2 separate regions of the Gossypium raimondii genome follow, and region 2 is linked to region 1. Evidence: chromatin contacts called from public Hi-C data. All regions are on one chromosome and are shown on one strand. Each heading gives the region's core, a stretch centred on a gene start, on an enhancer-like site or on the middle of the called end of the contact. The rest is flanking DNA. Distances are from core to core; before and after follow the strand shown. Region 1 has its middle 28 kb from the start of LOC105793824. Region 2 holds the start of LOC105793826 (receptor protein kinase CLAVATA1).

Region 1 (6,541 bases), core at 3,137-5,636:
AGCGAACTCTCTGTGGTCCCAGAAGCTTCCACACCTTCTTCCGTATATCGTCTCTAGAATTCCATGAGTCTTCCTTCAACATCTTATAAGCTCTTTTAATGGAGAATGCACCTGTTGAAGTGTGACGCTAAGAGAGTCTATCAGGCCCCTTAAAAGGGTGTGGAGGGGGAATTCCCATAATATGACAAATAACCTCCTCTAGTAGACAAACTTGCAAAAGACCAAGGTTCCATGTGCCCATCTCTGTAATCAAATCACTAAGCAAACAGTCAGAACCAATATTAGCATTAGCAGGAATATAATTAATCAAAGGTCCTATATTTAGTATCCAAGAGTCATTCCAACAATGGATTTTATTCCCATTACCAACAGACCAAATAAGGTTTTCACGTAAAAGAGTCCAAACTTTTGAGAGCGACTTCCAAAAAAAGAGCTCATATCATGCGTAATGCTATTTGGAATAGCTCCATCCAACCCATATTTTGATATTAGAACGCATATCCATAAGGCTTCATCATCAGCAACCACTTTATAGCCAAGCTTCAATAGAAAAGAAATATTTTGATTACGTAATTTTCTCATACCAAGACCTCCACACCGCTTGAGTTGACATATAGAATCCCATCATGCTAAGGACATCTTTTTGTTAACGGACGCTCCCCAAATAACTTCTTGTGCAATGACGATATTATCGGTAATATTACCTTTTTCCAAATCGATTTTGATTGCCATCCACTTCTTTTAGCTATTACCTTTCATGGGATGAATAACTTCTTGTGCAATGACGATATTATCGGTAATATTTCTGCATGCAATAAATCCTACTTGCTCTTATGCAATAATTTTTGGAAAGATGAGCTTAAAGCGATTAACTATTACCTTCATCACCAATTTGTAAAGAATTGAGCAAACTTGTGGGCCAAAATTGAGTAAACTCCTCTGGATTCTGGACCTTAGGAATGAGAACAATCAGAGTGTTATTAAGCTCAGCATCAATAACACCTCCATTGAAAACCCTTTTAACCCATTCACAAACAGCCCAACTATACCCCACTGCTTCTGAAAGAAAAGTACATGGAAGCCATCACTACCTGGATCTTTAAGCGGTGCTATGTCAAGCAGTGTTGTCTTAATTTCATCATCCGTGACCAATTTTTCCATCTAGCTGAGGGAACCTACTCGGAGGCAATTTCTCCATGGGCCCAGGATTCTCCCCATATAATTTTAGGTAAAAATCCGCCGCCTCCTACTCAATGGCCTCCGGGTCGAAAATCCACTCACTAGAGGAATTACAAATAGCAGTAATACGATTATTTTTCCTCCGTTGTAAGGTACGAGCGTGAAAAAACTTAGTGTTGCGGTCTCCCAAGTTTAACCAATCACATCTTGCCTTTTTTTTCCAAAGGATTTTTTCAAGATGCAGTACATTCTCCAATTTCTATCTAACCCTCCTCTCTGATTGAGCTAAACTATTTGAACCAGAAAATTCCATACGTCACTGAAAATCTGTTAATTGGTGAAACAAGTTCCTCTTACTGGTGGCTTTATGCCCATAAACGGATTATTCCACTCCTTTAAGCTCTCGGTAAATTTTGCTAAATCTTCTAACATAGTCCCACCAAAACTCCATTTATCATTCACAAAATCCCCAAACTCAAGGTGCTCAACCCAACCCGTCAAAAATCAAAAGGGCCTACCTCTAGGCAAAGAAATCTCCGGGTTAAGGCTAAGAAAGAAAGGTCTGTGGTCTGACTTAACCTTGGGGAGATTAGTAATCAAGCTATTCGGGAAACTTTTGATCCATTCCTCATTCCCAAGTGCATTATCTAGTCTCTCAAAGAGCCTACCTCCGTGCCAAGTAAAAGGGGAACCCTAAAACCCAAATCGTGAAGCTTGGTTGTACCAACAAAAGCACCAAATTGAGAGCATCTCCTACCAGGCAAAAGACCACCCTCTTTCTCGTTATGTGATAAGATTGCAATGAAATCCCCGATAGCCACCCAAGGAAAATTTCCCACAGGAATAGCTAAATTAGCATCTTTCCATATAGGGGTGAGCATTCGATCGAATCGAATCGAATCGAATCAAAAATTTTCGAGTTAATCGAGTTTTCAAATCTCATTTTATAATCCTAACTTTATTTGAAGTTTTCTCGAATCGAGTCGAGTGAGATGGAATTCGAATCGAATCGAATATATTTGTTAGAGTTAAATTTTAAAAAAATAATTTTGGGTCCTTATAACCGTTGTCACCCATCGTAATAAAATTTGTCTACCTTAATCAAATTTTTTATTAACTTTCATCACCTCATAATTTATTTATTAATTTTTATATCTTGATTAGTTTATTAAACTTGCTTAGTTGTTTCAATTATCTTGATTCTTGTCACTATGTATTTTGGAATTAAAAATATATTAAATGTAAAAATATGATTTTTAATAAAAGTTATTTCAAAGATAAAATGTGAAATTGATACCAATATAAAATTTTAACACGAATATTTTATGGCATAATTAATAATTCAATTTTAATATAAATATTCAATGTGACTAAACAATTCAATAATATAAATAATATAAAATGTGAAATTTAATTTAATAATATAAATAGTAAATATAAATAAAATTATTACTATTTATGTTTAGTGATTTTTTGGATAATTTTATTTTTTATTTGAGAGTAAAGAGTGAGAAGTAAAAGTTTAGGGAAAATAAAAGTTTTGGGAATAAAAGTTTGAGGAAAGTAAATAGGGGAGTAAAATTTTGGAGGAAAATATTTAAAAAAATTGGAGGGAGGGTTTGGGGTAGATGGGAGGTGGGAGGTGGGATGGAAAGGAATAAAAGTTTTAGGGAAAAGTGGGAAGGAGTAAAATTTTGAGAGAAAATAAAAGGTTTTGAGGGTTTTTGGGAGTAAAATTTTGAGAAAAAGTAAATGAGAGAGTAAAATTTTGGTGGGAAATGTATTTTGGGTAGATTGGGGGGTTAGGAGGGGAGGGGAGTAAAAGTTCTAGGGGGAAAGTGGGAAGGAGAAAAAGTTTTAAGGGAAAAGTAAAAAGGTTTGGGAGTTTAAGGTAAAACTGTCAAATATTATAGTTTGATATTCGAATTATTCGAATTATTCGAGTTATTCGAATTCGAAAACTTAACTCGATTCGAACTCGAAATTCGAAAAAAAAATTCGAGTTGATTCGAATAACTCGATTCGTTTAACTCGAAATTCGAATTTTTTTCGATTTTTTCGAGTCTAATCGAGTTTTGCTCACCCCTATTTCCATAGATCCTCACGCTTTTGTCGATTTGGGCTCCTATGCACAAAAGAGATAAAAAAAAAACAGCATCGAAGAAGAAATAAACCAAACTCGTGAAAGAATAAATTGTAGGTGATTATGAACCACCTCAACCTGAACTGAATTTTTTCAACAATCCATATACCCCCAGAGTAGCCAATTGCTTCTACGTGATGAAAGTACTGGAAACCCAACTGTGCAATAATTTTGTCTGCTTTGGTGCCACTAACTTTGGGTTCAAGCAAACTAATGATATCTTACTTGTATTTCATATTATATTCTCGAAAAACACAAAAAAAAATCTGGCACTAGCACAACTCTGACAATTCCAAGAAAAAATTGAAAATTCATGAAAAATAAAAATAAAAGTAGGGTCATACCATTACTGTCAATAATCATCAGCACCATCTAAATTGGAAGCTGCCTCATTTTGCACCCCATTTCCAGTCTCATTCACCATTGGGGACAAAATAAGATTAACCACCGCCTCCATAGATTCACCTAGAGGAATACGAGAATTTCCAATAGATTTGAAACGACTTCTACGTCCCCTTAAAGAATTGTTTAATTTTTAGCCTCCCCAACCAAAACCAACCTTGCTACTATTTTTTCTTTCTATATTCCTTAAGCTACCCGCTTCCAAGGCCTCAAATTTTCGTCCCACAGCATGTTCACGAGACTTTGAGTGCAAATTTTCTTTGAAAATTACAGCAGAGTGTTTATCAGGATCTAAAATGCCATCGGTAAGTTGAACTCCAACCCCCCACAGTACCTTCGAAAGTTGGATTAAAATGCGCTTTAATTCCATCAAATTCCATGGCCTGAATATTTTGTTCCATTCCCGATGCAATCTCACTTGTGGTGGAAAAAGCAGGAAAATTTTCAGAATTAACATATTTAGCAACAATAGTTGATTGAACCTGGATATGTTCTTCTTGGGTCGACGCATGATGGATTTGCCCAGCTCTTTCAGACAGTGGATTCGCATCTTGAAAGGTTTGCTTCCCCAAAGGCAAATTATTTGAACCGCTCCCAGTATCCGTCAGCTGAATTGGGCCCTTCAATGCTTTATCAGCCCAACTGGCCTTACTGAATTGGGACCTTTGAGCGCTGTTTCCTTATTATTAATCTGGGCCTGAGCAGGATTGAAATCTTGGAGCGTGGGTTCTGTCATCACGCTATTGATTTTTTGTTGAAAATAATTTCCTCCATTCGAATTAGAAGTGGGCACACTTATTGGCCCAGCATTTAAGCCAATGGACAACCCATTTCCAGCTTTCAAGGACCCACGTTGATCTTTTCCAACCCTGGCCTGGCTCGCAGCTCTTGAAAAAATATGCTCATTTTTCAGCCCATAATTATGGGAATTATCCCTGCTAACCCCATCTTTAATCTTTAAAAACTCCCTCTTTTAAAGATAACCCCCGAAAAATCTGCACCGATCTCCCCATTTTCAATGCTCTCTGATTGTACTAAAGATAGGGCATTAAATCGAGATCCTTCTCCATTTTTGCCCTGAATTTTCGCAGCCAAAGAAGCATTAGAGCCTTGATTTCGCCGTGATTTTCTCTCGACAAGCATCCATGGTCTGAAGTATTCCGACGCCTCCACTGATTTTTCCTTCTCTGGAGCGACCGCCGTTGAACCCTCTTTACTCTCGCCGCGACCCTTCTCCGGCCCATTGGAAGGACAGAGGTCACGCACATGTCCATACCTGTCACGTGAGAAATATACAGCGGGAAAATTTCATATTCAATTCTCTATTGCTTACCGTTCATCGGGATTTGAGAAATTAAGGGTTTGTCCAAGTTGACAAAAATTGAGGGGATTAAATTCTGGTGTCCATGGTTGAACCGTGAGGTATTGGCAGAAAATCACCCATGGACCCTAAGTTAGAACCTTTTCGTAGTCCTCCCTGCCTTGAAATTTAACCAAGAAGTATCTGTTTTCAACACCCATAAGCTGAAACGAGAGTGATGGTTTCCATAGATTGAGTATTCTGTTATGAAGGGTGCGATATGCCAGGTTCCTTCCTAGTAATTTCACAACTGCTATAGTTGCCATACCCTTTACCAATAGTTGCTTTATCCTTTCGGAAATTTTTATCGTTGGTATACCATTCACCGTAGTCTTCATGATATCTCACTCCTGGAAATTCAATTCTACTTCGTCTGTAGAAGCAGGCAAAGTTTTCCCCAACATCTTGTCCTTCCAGGATGGTACTGGTGTAGGGATTAGATCCACTACCATCTCACAGCTTGTATCCGTATCGACATCCTTAAATCGCACCTTTTGGTGTTTCGATCTTCATTCGAGATAAGATCACCATCGTCACCGACCAAGTTTTTCGACATAGTTTGCAAGAAGATAAAACAAAACAATATTAGGTATAACTAATACGGGTTTTTTACAAAAATATTATAAAAAAATAAAAATTTACCAAAATATTTTAACTTTTTTTATTTACGAAATTTTTTATTTATCAAAATATATCAAAAAACAAAAAAATCGGTGATGTGACGGTTTCTTGGTCACGCCAATGGGATTAAGCGGCACCAAAGGTGCCAAAACCATTAAGCGGCACCAATGGTGCCAATGCCATTAAGCGGCACCAATGGTGCCATACTAATTAATGGCACTACTCGTATTATAAATCGACCTCTGTCCAAATTGAAGAGAAAAATCAAAAGAAAAAAAAGAAGAAGAAGAGTTGTTGCGGAAAAGAAGAAAAAGAGAGAAAAGAGGAAAAAAGAAGGTATCTTTTTAAAAATAATTGATTATATTGTTGTTATTATTTTGTATATTTTGTAATATTTTTGTTTTAATTTAGTTATTAAGATTAATAAAACTCAAAATAATAGTATTAGTTAGTATTATTATTATTATTATTATTATTATTATTATTATTGTTGTTGTTGTTGTTGTTGTTGTTGTTGTTGTTGTTGTTGTTAGTATTAAGATGTTATTAATGTATTAAGATGTAACTTAGTAATATTATTGTTAGCAAAAAACTAGTATTATTATTATGGTTACTTATTATTTTTATTTACTGAAAATAAACTAGTTAGTAAAAACTAGTATTATTATTATAGTTAGTTAGTTAGTTATTATTTTAGTAAAATTAATAATTTTAGTATGTATTATTTTGAGTATAAAATTATTAATATTATTTTGAGTATAAAATTAATAATTTAAGGGTGTATTATTTTGTGTATTATTTTGAGTATAAATTTTTTAAGTAATTTAGTTACCGTT
Region 2 (5,967 bases), core at 1,529-4,028, 160 kb before region 1:
GCACAAACCATATTAGCCATTCGTTAATGGTTTTGGATTTCCCTTTATCCTGTGATGGTCCTACGTCAATTTTAGTTATGAAATTAAATCTGAATACAAAAAAATTCATTAATCACACAATTCAAATACAAACCAACGTGAATGCATTTTATTTGATTTAGTCCTCGGATTCCTAATGTCCAAAACGTTCGTATCTCACAATTTACCCGATCGAATTTAAAAATAACTTTATTAATATAGTATAGGGAACTCATGATACTATTATTTACTATGCAACCTCAAACTTCCTGTCTTTTACTATTAAGGAATCAACTAAATTACCTAAATGAAAGTTACACTAAAATCAATAATCTCTTATCACATTTTTAACTCATTCCCGTCATGATTTCAGCTAAACTCAAACATGCATGTAATTAAAGTCTAGACATTCAAGATACTCAAAACTTTCCACGATTAAAAATTGATTACTTAACGATTCTACATCTTGGGCTCTCATTAACTAGTATTAATTATCCATAATTCAACTTTCTAATTTCTTTGTTGTTTGCTACGAAAATGAAAAAAAGAAAATAACAAAGTTTTTCTTTGGGTTGGATGGTAAAGGGAACAAGAGAATGAGAATGAAGCTAAGACGTTTTTACTCTTCTCTCTCCCACTTTATTAAATTAATCTATTAACTTAATTAATTAAAATTATTAAACCAAAATCAATGATTATCAAGCAATAATCAGAACAATGGTGGGATCCAACGGTTTCATCCATTCCAAGCGACTAACCTTTATTTAATGATGGTAGAATTGCTAATTAATTACCAGTGGAAGACCTATTAAGCTCTAAACTAATTTTCATTTATTTTAGTCTCTGTATTACTTTTACTAACTGATTTAATTCAATAAAACTTAATAATTCAACCTTCCCCATCCATACTCAACACGTAATTAACCTATTTGAGTTATTTACTAACTCAACTCAATTTATCCAATCTAAAACTAAATTTTTACGACACCGCTGAAATCTGAATCATTACACCTTGTCCCTTCCTTAATCTCAAGGAAGTTTAATGATCAAAACCCTAAATTAAACTCGACACCCATAAATATAAAGATACTACCATAAAAAATATTCTGAAAAATAACTTTTTTTAAATACTTATTGTAGGAATTTTTTTTTCAAAATATTCAAAATTAAAAAAAACATCTCTTTTTATTTCTCAAATTGTGCAATTTTTAAATATTAAACAACCTCAACACTAATTGATGTTGAGGTTCATGTGGTTAATTTTACCCTAACCTCGTATTTATATGTATCGAGGTCAGGGTTGTTTACCAAAAAATTTGAGAGAATTTGATTTCCACAATTTGGGACATGATGAGATGATGTTATATGATTTCAACACTTACAGGTGTTGAGGTTAAGCTTTTTTTTCAAAGATATTTTGACTTGTAGTACCTAACATTTACTGTCAAGATTAGGGGTGATTTTGATTTAGGTCAATCAAGTTTTTAAAATTTTCTAAACCATCCATCATAATTTGTTTCAGTTCGATTTGGTTCTCAATTTTTTTATATTAATTTATTATTTTAATGTTTAGACTTATTTTGATAAAATGAGTTTTGTTTGATGGTTTTGAATATTATTTAAAAAATTAGATATTTTTCATAAATATTTCTTAAAAACAATAATTTTTAAAAACTTTTAAATTATTAACTATTTTAAATATAAAATATTTATTTTATATCATAAAAATTAAAAATAATTATATATAAATAAAAATAAAATTCAATTTAATTTCAAGTAATCGTAATTTTTAACTTACTTTTCATAAACTGTCTAAATATCTCAATTTGAATTGATTTTATTCTTAGCCCTAGTGAGGTTAAGCTTCATCTTTATTGTTCTTCCCTATACTCCTGAAATTTGGACTCTAAAATTAAATTGAACCTTCATTTACAAAAAATAAATATCCATTTACTGTTTAAACTATACCTTATCTCACAATGTAGCATATCTATATTCATGATATAGTCATGTTTGCATTATCTTTTCATGAACACTATCATATGTTATTTTCTAACATAGTTTATTTTTTTCCCTTGGAAGTTTTCTAACAAGCTAATGGCCCAATCATAAATGTTGCTTAAACAAGAAGACAAATATTTGAATGAGATGATGAAGAGATTCTACTGTGGATGTCAAAGCACTTGGATGGTTAGAAGAAGTTGCAGAATACTTGGGTTGGTCCATGAACCATTGCATAAGGGATAGGGAAGGAAGCAAAAGGAGAAGTTAGTGCAGAGGCAATCGACAATGGTCCCCTATTTTGTGGACGGTCCCGATCGGAGAAAAGAACAAAAAGAGTGGACTTTTAGCTCACTGCCAAAAAGGAGTCAGAGGAGAAAAAGGTGTTTCTTCGGGAAAGGACATTCACAGCCTTTAATCTGGGCCCAGCAATTGACCCCCAAAGCCCATCCCCTGTCTTCATCACTCCCCCAAAAGACAAAATCCACATTCATCTTTCATATTTCATCATCCCAAATGCTCAAAATAATAATAAGATATATATGTTCTAATATTTTTACCAAGCTCAACCTAGTGAATTTGATAGTTTTTCCCAGTGATTTTTTTCTTTCAGAAAAAGAAAAAACAACTGGCGTCTGACAGTAATGCAGTGGGCAGCTGCATTTATAATAGGGCCAGTCTTTAGAACCGGCAGATCACGCCGTCAAACCAGATGAGTATAGTACCCTTAGCAATTCACAGTCTCTAAGCCCCACGTCAAATAGTACCCTTCATCAACTCCGTCCCGAGTAAACGTTTCAGTCGTTCTTCCTGCTGCCATGGGGACCCTCCCTCCCTCCCTCCCTCATGTTTGACTCACAGAGCTGACAAGCTTTAAAAACTAGTAAATTCAACGTTAACCCTTTCTGTGTTCTACCATTTTTCAATTCCATGTAGTGTACGATGCGAACCATGGGCCATACAGTATTGCCGTGTCTTTAGCGGTTTCATGCAATCCAGACTCCCCTCCTTTTACACACTCTCTCCCTGACTTTTTCAGAATTCAGATTTTGTATTTGTTTATTTCATATCCAACATTTGATGCTTTGGGAACTACGATCCTCTTAGCGATCCACTATACAGTACAACTCTATTTAACGTAGTGAGCTACTGATAGTAAAGCCTTCACCTCTCTCTGATCGCAGGAAAAGAGAAGAACACTGAAATGAGAAGCTTTTACAGTTATCTTCTCTGTGTTTTCTCGAGTCTTCTACTACCCTTCTCAGCCATCGTCTATGGTTCCAGTGATCTTGAAGTTCTGTTGCTGCTCAAGTCTTCAATGATTGGACCCAAAGGTTCGGGACTCGAGAACTGGGAATTCTCTTCATCTCCATCAGCACATTGCCGTTTCTCTGGTGTTCAATGCGATGAGGATTTCAGTGTTGTTGCTCTGAACGTGTCGTTTGCTCCTCTCTTTGGCACCATTCCTCCTGAAATTGGGCTTCTCAACAAGCTCGTCAACCTCACTATTTCTTCCGATAGTCTTACGGGGAGGATTCCGGTGGAGATGGGTAATTTGACTTCTCTTAAGATATTCAACATCTCCAACAATGTTTTCCAAGGCAGTTTCCCTGGAGAAATCTTTGCAGGCATGACTCACCTCGAGATTCTCGATGCTTATAACAATAACTTCACGGGTGTTCTTCCCATTGAGGTCGTCAATCTTAAATATCTCAAGCATTTATCTTTCGGAGGAAACTTTTTTATGGGAGAGATACCGGAGGAGTACTCTGAAATCCAGAGCTTGGAATATTTGGGTCTTAATGGCATCGGTTTAACAGGGAAAACTCCTTCCTTTTTGGCTCGTTTAACAAACCTCAAATACTTGGTAATCGGATACTTCAACGCCTACGATGGAGGCATTCCACCTGAGTATGGGTCATTGAGTCAACTCGAACTTCTCGACATGGCAAGCTGTAACATAACCGGTGAGATTCCTTCGAGTTTGAGCAATTTGAAACACTTGCACTCGTTGTTCCTTCAACTCAACCGTCTCACCGGGCGTATCCCTTCTCAACTCTCTGGTTTAATCAGCTTGAAATCGCTTGATCTTTCTATAAATGAACTTACAGGGGAGATACCGGACAGTTTCTCTGCTTTGAACAAGATTACGCTTATAAATTTGTTCAAAAACAATCTCTACGGTTCGATACCGTCATTCGTAGGCGATTATCCTCATCTTGAAGTGTTTCAGGTGTGGGGAAACAACTTTACGTTTGAATTGCCCCAGAATCTGGGGCGCAATGGGAAGCTTTATAAGCTTGACGTTGCTTCGAATCACCTCACTGGATTGATTCCTCGGGATTTATGCAAGGGGGGGAGGTTGGAGACGTTGATTATGATGGAAAATTTCTTCTTTGGTCCACTCCCTGAAGAACTTGGCAACTGCAAGTCTCTTACCAAGATTCGTATCATGAAAAACCTTCTCAATGGGACGATTCCAGCTGGGATTTTCAACTTGCCATTGCTGAGTATTATGGAGTTAGGCGACAATTTCTTCTCCGGTGAACTTCCATCACAGATGTCGGGTGCTTCGCTTGGTCAGTTAAAAATTTCAAACAATTGGATCAGTGGCAAAATTCCTCCGGCAATAGGCAATTTGCGGAGTTTACAAGTTTTGTCTCTTGAAATGAACAAGTTTTCAGGTGAAATCCCCGGAGAGATCTTTAATATCAAATTGCTTTCAAAGATGAACATCAGTGACAACAATATTACTGGTGAAATCCCACCTTCCATCTCTCGATGCACTTCTCTTACTTCCATTGATTTCAGTCGGAACAGTTTCACTGGTGAAATTCCCGACGGAATCGACGAGCTCAAAGATTTAAGCATTCTCAATTTTTCAAGGAACCAGCTAACTGGTGAAATTCCGGCTGAAATCCGTAACATGATAAGCCTCACAACTCTTGATCTCTCGTATAACTATTTGGTGGGCAGAATTCCCATTGGCGGCCAATTTTTAGTCTTCAATGATAGCTCGTTTACTGGAAACCTCAATCTCTGTCCTCGTCACGTCAATTGCCCATCTTTGGGAAACCAAACTAGAGGTTCAGGTCATGGTCACGCAGTATCCTTCGCTGCTTCAAAGCTCATAATCACAGTCATTACGTTTATGACAGCTTTGCTACTGATAATCATCACGGTTTATAGAATTAGAAGGAAGAGGTTTCAAAAATCACGAGCCTGGAAGCTTACTGCATTCCAAAGGCTGGATTTCAAAGCTGAGGACGTGCTGGAGTGCTTGAAGAATGAGAATGTTATAGGCAAAGGTGGAGCTGGGATTGTCTACCGCGGTTCAATGCCGGATGGTCTCGATGTTGCGATTAAAAGATTGGTGGGCGGAAGAAACGATAGTGGATTCTCGGCAGAGATTCAAACTCTGGGTCGAATTAGGCATCGTAACATCGTGAGATTGTTGGGTTATGTTTCGAATAAAGACACGAATCTGTTGTTGTATGAATATATGCCTAATGGGAGCTTAGGAGAAATGTTGCATGGGCCAAAGGGTGCACATTTGCAATGGGAGAGAAGGTATACGATTGCCCTGGAAGCTGCCAGGGGACTGTGTTATCTTCACCATGATTGCTCTCCTCTGATTATACACAGGGATGTGAAGTCCAATAACATATTGCTTGGTGAAGACTATGAAGCTCATGTAGCGGATTTTGGGCTGGCTAAGTTCTTGCAGGACGCTGGTGCTTCCGAGTGCATGTCCTCCATTGCTGGTTCCTACGGCTATATCGCCCCAGGTTTGTACTTATATGAAATTATCGAAGAAAAAACAGTATTATAGTTAATGTCTAACTAGCATTGGCTTTGTTGTGATGTTAAACAACAGAGTACGCCTACACATTGAGGGTTGATGAGAAAAGCGACGTGTACAGTTTCGGTGTTGTGCTGCTGGAGCTG

Evidence for each region. Hi-C and Micro-C count contacts between places; a contact is called where the count stands out from the background.
Region 2: a contact with region 1 is called in a Hi-C map of leaf, with 2.3 times the contacts expected there. The contact joins the promoter of LOC105793826 here to the enhancer-like site in region 1. A contact is called at or near these places in 2 of 2 Hi-C or Micro-C datasets (both in leaf).

Annotation. Positions count from the first base shown.
Region 1 is chr3:20,402,611-20,409,151 of ASM2569854v1, reverse strand. No RefSeq gene overlaps it. Among protein-coding and RNA genes, the nearest start is that of LOC105793824, 28 kb to the right of the region's middle. Within about 2 kb of position 4,386, the one cell type or tissue checked has open chromatin away from gene starts, as enhancers often do. A contact at or near this core is called in leaf, where this site is marked.
Region 2 is chr3:20,556,697-20,562,663 of ASM2569854v1, reverse strand. LOC105793826 (receptor protein kinase CLAVATA1) reads left to right here and starts at 2,778. Exons shown (of 2, transcript XM_012622684.2): 1 at 2,778-5,807; 2 at 5,897-5,967. The coding sequence starts at 3,224.